Regions from separate parts of the Sus scrofa genome. Here region 2 is linked to region 1. The links are chromatin contacts, called in public promoter capture Hi-C maps. All regions are on one chromosome and are shown on one strand. The core of a region is the stretch at or near the end of the contact, and the rest is flanking DNA. Distances in the headings are between cores, read along the strand shown.

The links. Promoter capture Hi-C pulls out the DNA fragments that hold promoters and counts their contacts.
Region 2: a promoter capture Hi-C map of liver shows a contact between it and region 1, with 2.1 times the contacts expected there. The contact joins the promoter of GCA here to the promoter of DPP4 in region 1. A contact is called at or near these places in 1 of 5 promoter capture datasets (liver) and 1 of 2 datasets of contacts at active chromatin or transcription factors (alveolar macrophages).

Annotation. Positions count from the first base shown.
Region 1 is chr15:68,741,339-68,744,270 of Sscrofa11.1, reverse strand. It overlaps DPP4 (dipeptidyl-peptidase 4), which reads left to right and starts at 1,310. Exons shown (of 25, transcript NM_214257.1): 1 at 1,310-1,402. The coding sequence starts at 1,310. LOC110257119 (a long non-coding RNA gene) reads right to left here and starts at 1,384. Exons shown (of 4, transcript XR_002339357.1): 1 at 1,260-1,384.
Region 2 is chr15:69,013,768-69,016,597 of Sscrofa11.1, reverse strand. It overlaps GCA (grancalcin), which reads right to left and starts at 1,368. Exons shown (of 8, transcript XM_021075773.1): 1 at 1,180-1,368. The coding sequence starts at 1,206.

The sequences.
Region 1 (2,932 bases), core at 61-2,560:
TTAGAGAGTTCCTGGGGAAAAGTAACATAAGTGTTGGTATTATTATTTTTGGCATCGTGATGAGAAGGTAAACGTGCAAGACAAACCGGAAATCTCCTGCGGAAAAAGAATCCAGACCCTTAGCCTCTAAGCGCCATCCACAAGTGAAAAATCTTTTTCTTTCTCTTGGCCTTCCAAAAGCTTTAAACACCCCAGAACTCCCCAACATATCATTTACTGGCAAAGGACAGGCCTGGGCTTTAGTTTCAGCTGCCAGCAGTGAGCTGTGTGAATTTGCAGAGCCCAGTCCCTTCTCTGGACTCCGTCCTTCACCTTGCCTCCCCCTAAGAGGGCGCAGAATCTGAGCGCAAAAGTCCCTTTCAGTTAAGGCAGACCATGGTCTCCCGGGCTGCAACTGCAGCCTCTGAGTTCCGCGTCGGATGCCAGGGGACTGCTCACACGGAGCTTGGGCTGTCACACCCCTCCCGCTCGTCCCCCGGGCCCTGGGCCCTGCGCGCCGGGCAGCCGCCCTGCCCGTGGGGAGGTGCCTCTCGGGCGCCCCCCGGCCGGAATACAGTGCCCGGAGCCGGCGCGCCTTCGCCCTCAGTCTGCCCGCGGCCCTTTATACCCTGCCGGCGCGGTGCTCACTAATGTTTAACTCGGGGCCGAAACTTGGGAAAGCCTAGTGACTGCGCGCCCCGAGCGGCGGAGCTGCACGCGCGACCCGGCGGCTCGCCTGACTTCTGCCTGCGCTCCAGCTCTTAAGGCTCAGTTCCGAGGAGACGCCGACCATGAAGGTGAGTGAGTGAGTGAGTAGCGCGCCTCCCGCCCCCACCCCCACCCCCGAGCGCCAGGGGGGAGTTGTAGATGCCTCTTCAACAAACTCTCCCCAAACTGCCCCAAAACTTGGCGGATCGAAACTAGGGGCTCTTACCAGGCGGAAGCACCAGAGCCACCCTCTGACAGGTGAAGGGACGCCCCAGGGACTCTCACCTAGCTCTCGGACCCGCGGGGTTTCTGCTAAAACCCAGGCTCCGAGCCTTGGAGGACTCGGAAAGCCACTGGCAAAACGCCCGCCCGAACCCACACTTGGCTTCTGACGTTCAGGGGTAGAAAAGCAAACATTAAAGTGCTCAAAGGCCAAAAGTTCAAGGGAAGTCGCTCTTGCAGCCTCCGACTGGCGCGCTGGAAACCCACCCAGCACGCAGTGCCCCTCTCCCAGTGCGCGCTCGGCGGCAAAGCTCGGTGCCTTGGTGCAGCCAAGGCCCCGACCCTCTTACCCAAACTGGGGCCAAGCGACTGGCTCTAACTGGAAGTGATCTGCCCGGCTTGCAGACACCGTGGAAGGTGCTCCTGGGACTGCTGGGGATAGCTGCGCTCGTCACCGTCATCACCGTGCCCGTGGTTCTGCTGAACAAAGGCAGTAAGTTTAAAACATTCGGAAAAGATAAGACAGTTGGAGACTGGGATCAAGTTCTAATTTACCATACCAAGGAGAAGTAGGGATTTGGTGGGACCAGTGCACCAGGTCGTCGCTGAGGCTTCGCAGGCATGGTTGCTGCTTCTAGTGCAGCCGCTAGATTCACTTTGCAGGTCTCCAGTGTTTAGGCTACGAGAGCCTTGCGCCTGCCACGTTTTATCTATGGCAAATACATGCTTCCTGAAAATAAGGGGAAGTTTTAAGATTTTTTCTTTTTATTAAACTTAAATTTAGTACGTTTTGAATTTATATTTAAAAAAAGCTTTCGTGGCTACGATCTTCAAAGGAAAAGAGGTAATGTTCATAAATCTCAAACAGCATAAGGATGTCATAAGAAGGGGGAAAACAATAAGAAAGCAAGCCCCAAAATACATTTTTAAGAAAAGGCAGTGCTCGGGGAGCCCAGGTGTTTCCCTTCAGGGGTGATGAATATCCATCAGTTGGAGAGTTGGGCTGCAGGAAAGTAACTATTTGACCATTTAAAGAAGTAGGTATTTCTCCTCTGCCTCTGGTGTCCATGGTAATACTCCGAGTGGGTGGGATCAGTGCTGTTTGGTGGATTCTTTCATTTAAAGCCACCTTGATTTCTTTTAGCTTGTCTCACTGTTTCGGTTTTGTCCTAGCTGTTAACATAAAACACTCATAAAATGAAATACACACTGTTGGATGTCAACAAATAAGAATAACTAGTTTGGGTCTTCTCTGGCCCTACTTTCCATTTCAGTAGTTAACTTTCATTTCAGTATTACACATTCTGGTCAGCCAACTGTAGTGTTTTCTCTCTTGGTCTAGTCAACTAGGAAATGTGTAGATGGTGCTTAGATACTGAGGGCTCTTAGTTAGATTTCAAGGTGACAGTTCAGAATTAGTTTGTAGAGCTATCAAAAATCATGTTTGGTTTTGACTGACAATTTCAGGGCCAGGGCAGAGGTGCCAAAGTTTAAATAACTGATGGTGTTGACCTATTGATAATGACTTTTAGTTACTTCAGAAAGCAGTGATTACCACCATCTTAGACTCTTAAAAGACAGGTGTCTGTCCATTTTTTTTTTTTTGACTGTTGTAAACTGTTAACATATAACTGTTTTCATAAAGTGGCACTTTGTATATTTAAACAACCACACACACAAGCCTTCTTGTCAGAAAAGGATGGGTCACCCATAGGATCAGTAAATATTCACATGGCCTACATCATGTTCCAGGAATTGTGCTAGTTGCTGCAAATTCAAAGATTAAATTTTATAAATATAAATCTCCCTGACCTCAGGAAGTTTATAGTCTAGTGGGAAACAGAAATGCAAACAAATCAATGTAACCTGGATAGCCTTTGTTCAAATCTTTGAACAAAGATTTCAAGAACATTCTCTTGAAGGGACCTCCAGAGAGGTTGCCATGTCTCTGAATAACTGTGATTACAATTCAATGAGATAATTTAGAGAGGCTTGAGCAAACCTCTCTGGGTATTAGAAAGAG
Region 2 (2,830 bases), core at 119-2,618, 270 kb before region 1:
AGATATTTTCAATTACTTGTCCATTTTGTGAAGGTTATATCTGTTAAACTAGATCATATGAGAGAATTCTGCTCATATAAACTGTGTAATAAGTCACAATAGGCTGAAAGGAAACAAGTGAGAGACCAACGCACAGAACTCTACCATCTGTACCTTATATGTCAGTGTTCTTCAAACACTTGCTCCCCATCCCTAAATTAATGTTAAAAAGTTATATACCTTTCCCCACATTTTATACTGACATACTATGGTCTTAGTTTAAATAGAGAAATGCAATGCCTAATATACTATAAGTCTTGACATTTACAAATAAAGTTTTACATCACTCTTTGGAAAATATCCTTTGCTATCTAAATGCTATAATGATCTGATACTTGCTCCCACCTACTTAAAAAAAAAAAAGAGAGATAAAGCTTTTCCGAAACATTTAGAAATTTGCCTTTTTCTTTTTATTCTTGGAACTCATTTTTCATTCTATTTCTTCCATGAATATCTCATCTAAGTTTTCTATGCTTAAAACATATTATGCTTGAAAATACCGATGACTGTAATACTTACCTAGGTTAAAATACATATAAATTGAAATTTTAAGTTTGTATTTCATGTTACTATAATGGATACTAAAATTACAACTCCCAACTCCCAAAGGTGATGCAGGATAAATAGTTTCGTAAGAAAAAATAACCCTCTCCACCTACTCGTCCCCCACCCCCCAAAAATTCCTCGGTGGAATAGTCAATGTTAGAAGATATTTGTCACGTCTTAGTTTATTCATAAGCAACAAAAAACGGAAAAGAACTGGTCAAAAATTCAGGAAGAGGATGTCCATTAAAACTGGGGAAGAGGTGGAGGAGAAGGGATTGACCACAAAAGATGACTGGAACAAGAAGGGAAAAAAAAAGATGCTTTGTTCCCTCCATTCCAGAGAAAAAAAAACACTCCACCCCCTGGACTTCACACGGACTCGCTTAAGGGGCCCTCAGTGACCAGAACACCTGCAGCTCCCCGCGAGGCCCCAGCCCGGCTTCCAGCACTGCGCGGGGGCTGGGCGCCGCGGGGTACTAGAAGCAGGCGGAGGAAGCACGGACCGACCTAGGAAGTACCAGGCACGTCAGCACCACCCGCAGGGACAACACTCCCGGCGGAGGCGAGGGCCACGCTGAAGCAGCCAGGACTCACCCCTCCTCCGTATCCTGGGTAGGCCATGACAATCCCACCAGTGTCTCTCGTCACCCAGAGAGTCGGCGTCCGCTCTGCAGACAGAGAAGCGGAGGTGCAAGTGTAGAGGCAGGTAAGTGAAAGACGCCTTTGCCAAGAGCTTCAGTTCCTCAAGACCAACCCCTCCCGGAGTCTAGGCCCCGCCCTTCTCGTTTCGGATTGGCTGAATCCAACACTTCGGAGACCACACTGCCGAAGCCCCCGCCTTCCAGGAGTCTAGTCCCACCCATCTCGTCTCTGATTGGCTTCACGCGCCCAGCCTTTTCCTCCTCGGCTCCTATTAATTTGCTCAGGTCTCGCGCTCTTTACTCACTAAACAGTGAAGGTCTGTTGCTTTGGTAACTTTCACCGTCTTTGAAAAGACTTTCTAGGCCCGTATTTTTATCTTTAGAAACCCCAACCGGCCAGTCCATGACTTCTTTTAACGTATTCCTCCATTCCTTTCCTACCGAATACATACCTGTGAATTTCAAAACTTGCAGTTACCCTAGACCTATTTTTGCGCAGCATTGATGTCACAAATTCAAAACTTTGAAACCTTGACCTCTATTCCAAAGGTAGTGCTTCTGAGCTAAAATACTCTTGACAACAAATTTTACCAAAAGGCTATTATTATAGTTTGGTAAATAGATGGTGACTAGAGTTGCAAGATTTATGAAATAAAAATACAGCATGTTCAGTTAAATTTTGTTTTCAAATAAACAATTTCCTAAAAATACAAGTATGTCCCAAACATGGCACAAGACATAAATGCATACTAAAAAATTATTCGCTGCTCATATGCTGATAACATACAGGGCATCCTATATATTCTGGCAATCCTACAGATGACTCAACATCTGGGAAAACTGTTAAGTATTGCCTCCTAATTATATCCACAGAGAGAAACAGCTGAGTTTTTAATCAGTGAAGAGTTAAATGCTCAATGACTTCGATTTATTTAATAATGGTCATTGACAGTCCTGCTTTTCTCTGGAGCTCAAATGAATTTTGTAGCTCCAGCGTGAAAAGGACAAGACACACACACACACACACATGCAAGGACAGGACAGCTGTAGTGTCAGTTTAAAAACAAACAGAAGGAGCATGATGATATTATTCTGAGTTATCTCTGAAGACTGACAACTGTTAAAAAGTTTTCTTTAAAAAAGGATATCTACTAGCAGATGAAATCAACTTGGCAAAGCTGAGTTAACTGTCGCTCAATTACAATACAGAGGAGAAACATGCTGAAATTGGGGAACCTCATTTTCTCAGGAAGAGGCAGAAAGAAAGGAAGATTGCTAAGGAACAAGCCACTCTTGAGAAAGTGTGGGTTAGTTCCCCTAACACAATAAGAAATACTTTAGCCGGTAAGGTTAAATAATGGCATAAGTAAATGAAGGGGGTTGGTAAAAACCTATTAAATATGAAGAAAGAATACTTGACTCATTAAACCATCAAGTGATAACCACTACAAAGCAAAACAAAGCATTGTGAAGTTTTACTTTGATTATCTACACATTCAAAGAAATGCTCGAAAAGGATAGAATGTTTTACATTCACACTCTGTCTAAATCTCTGGTTAGAATTGTTGTGCATTTTTCATCATACTAGCCTTACTGATACATTA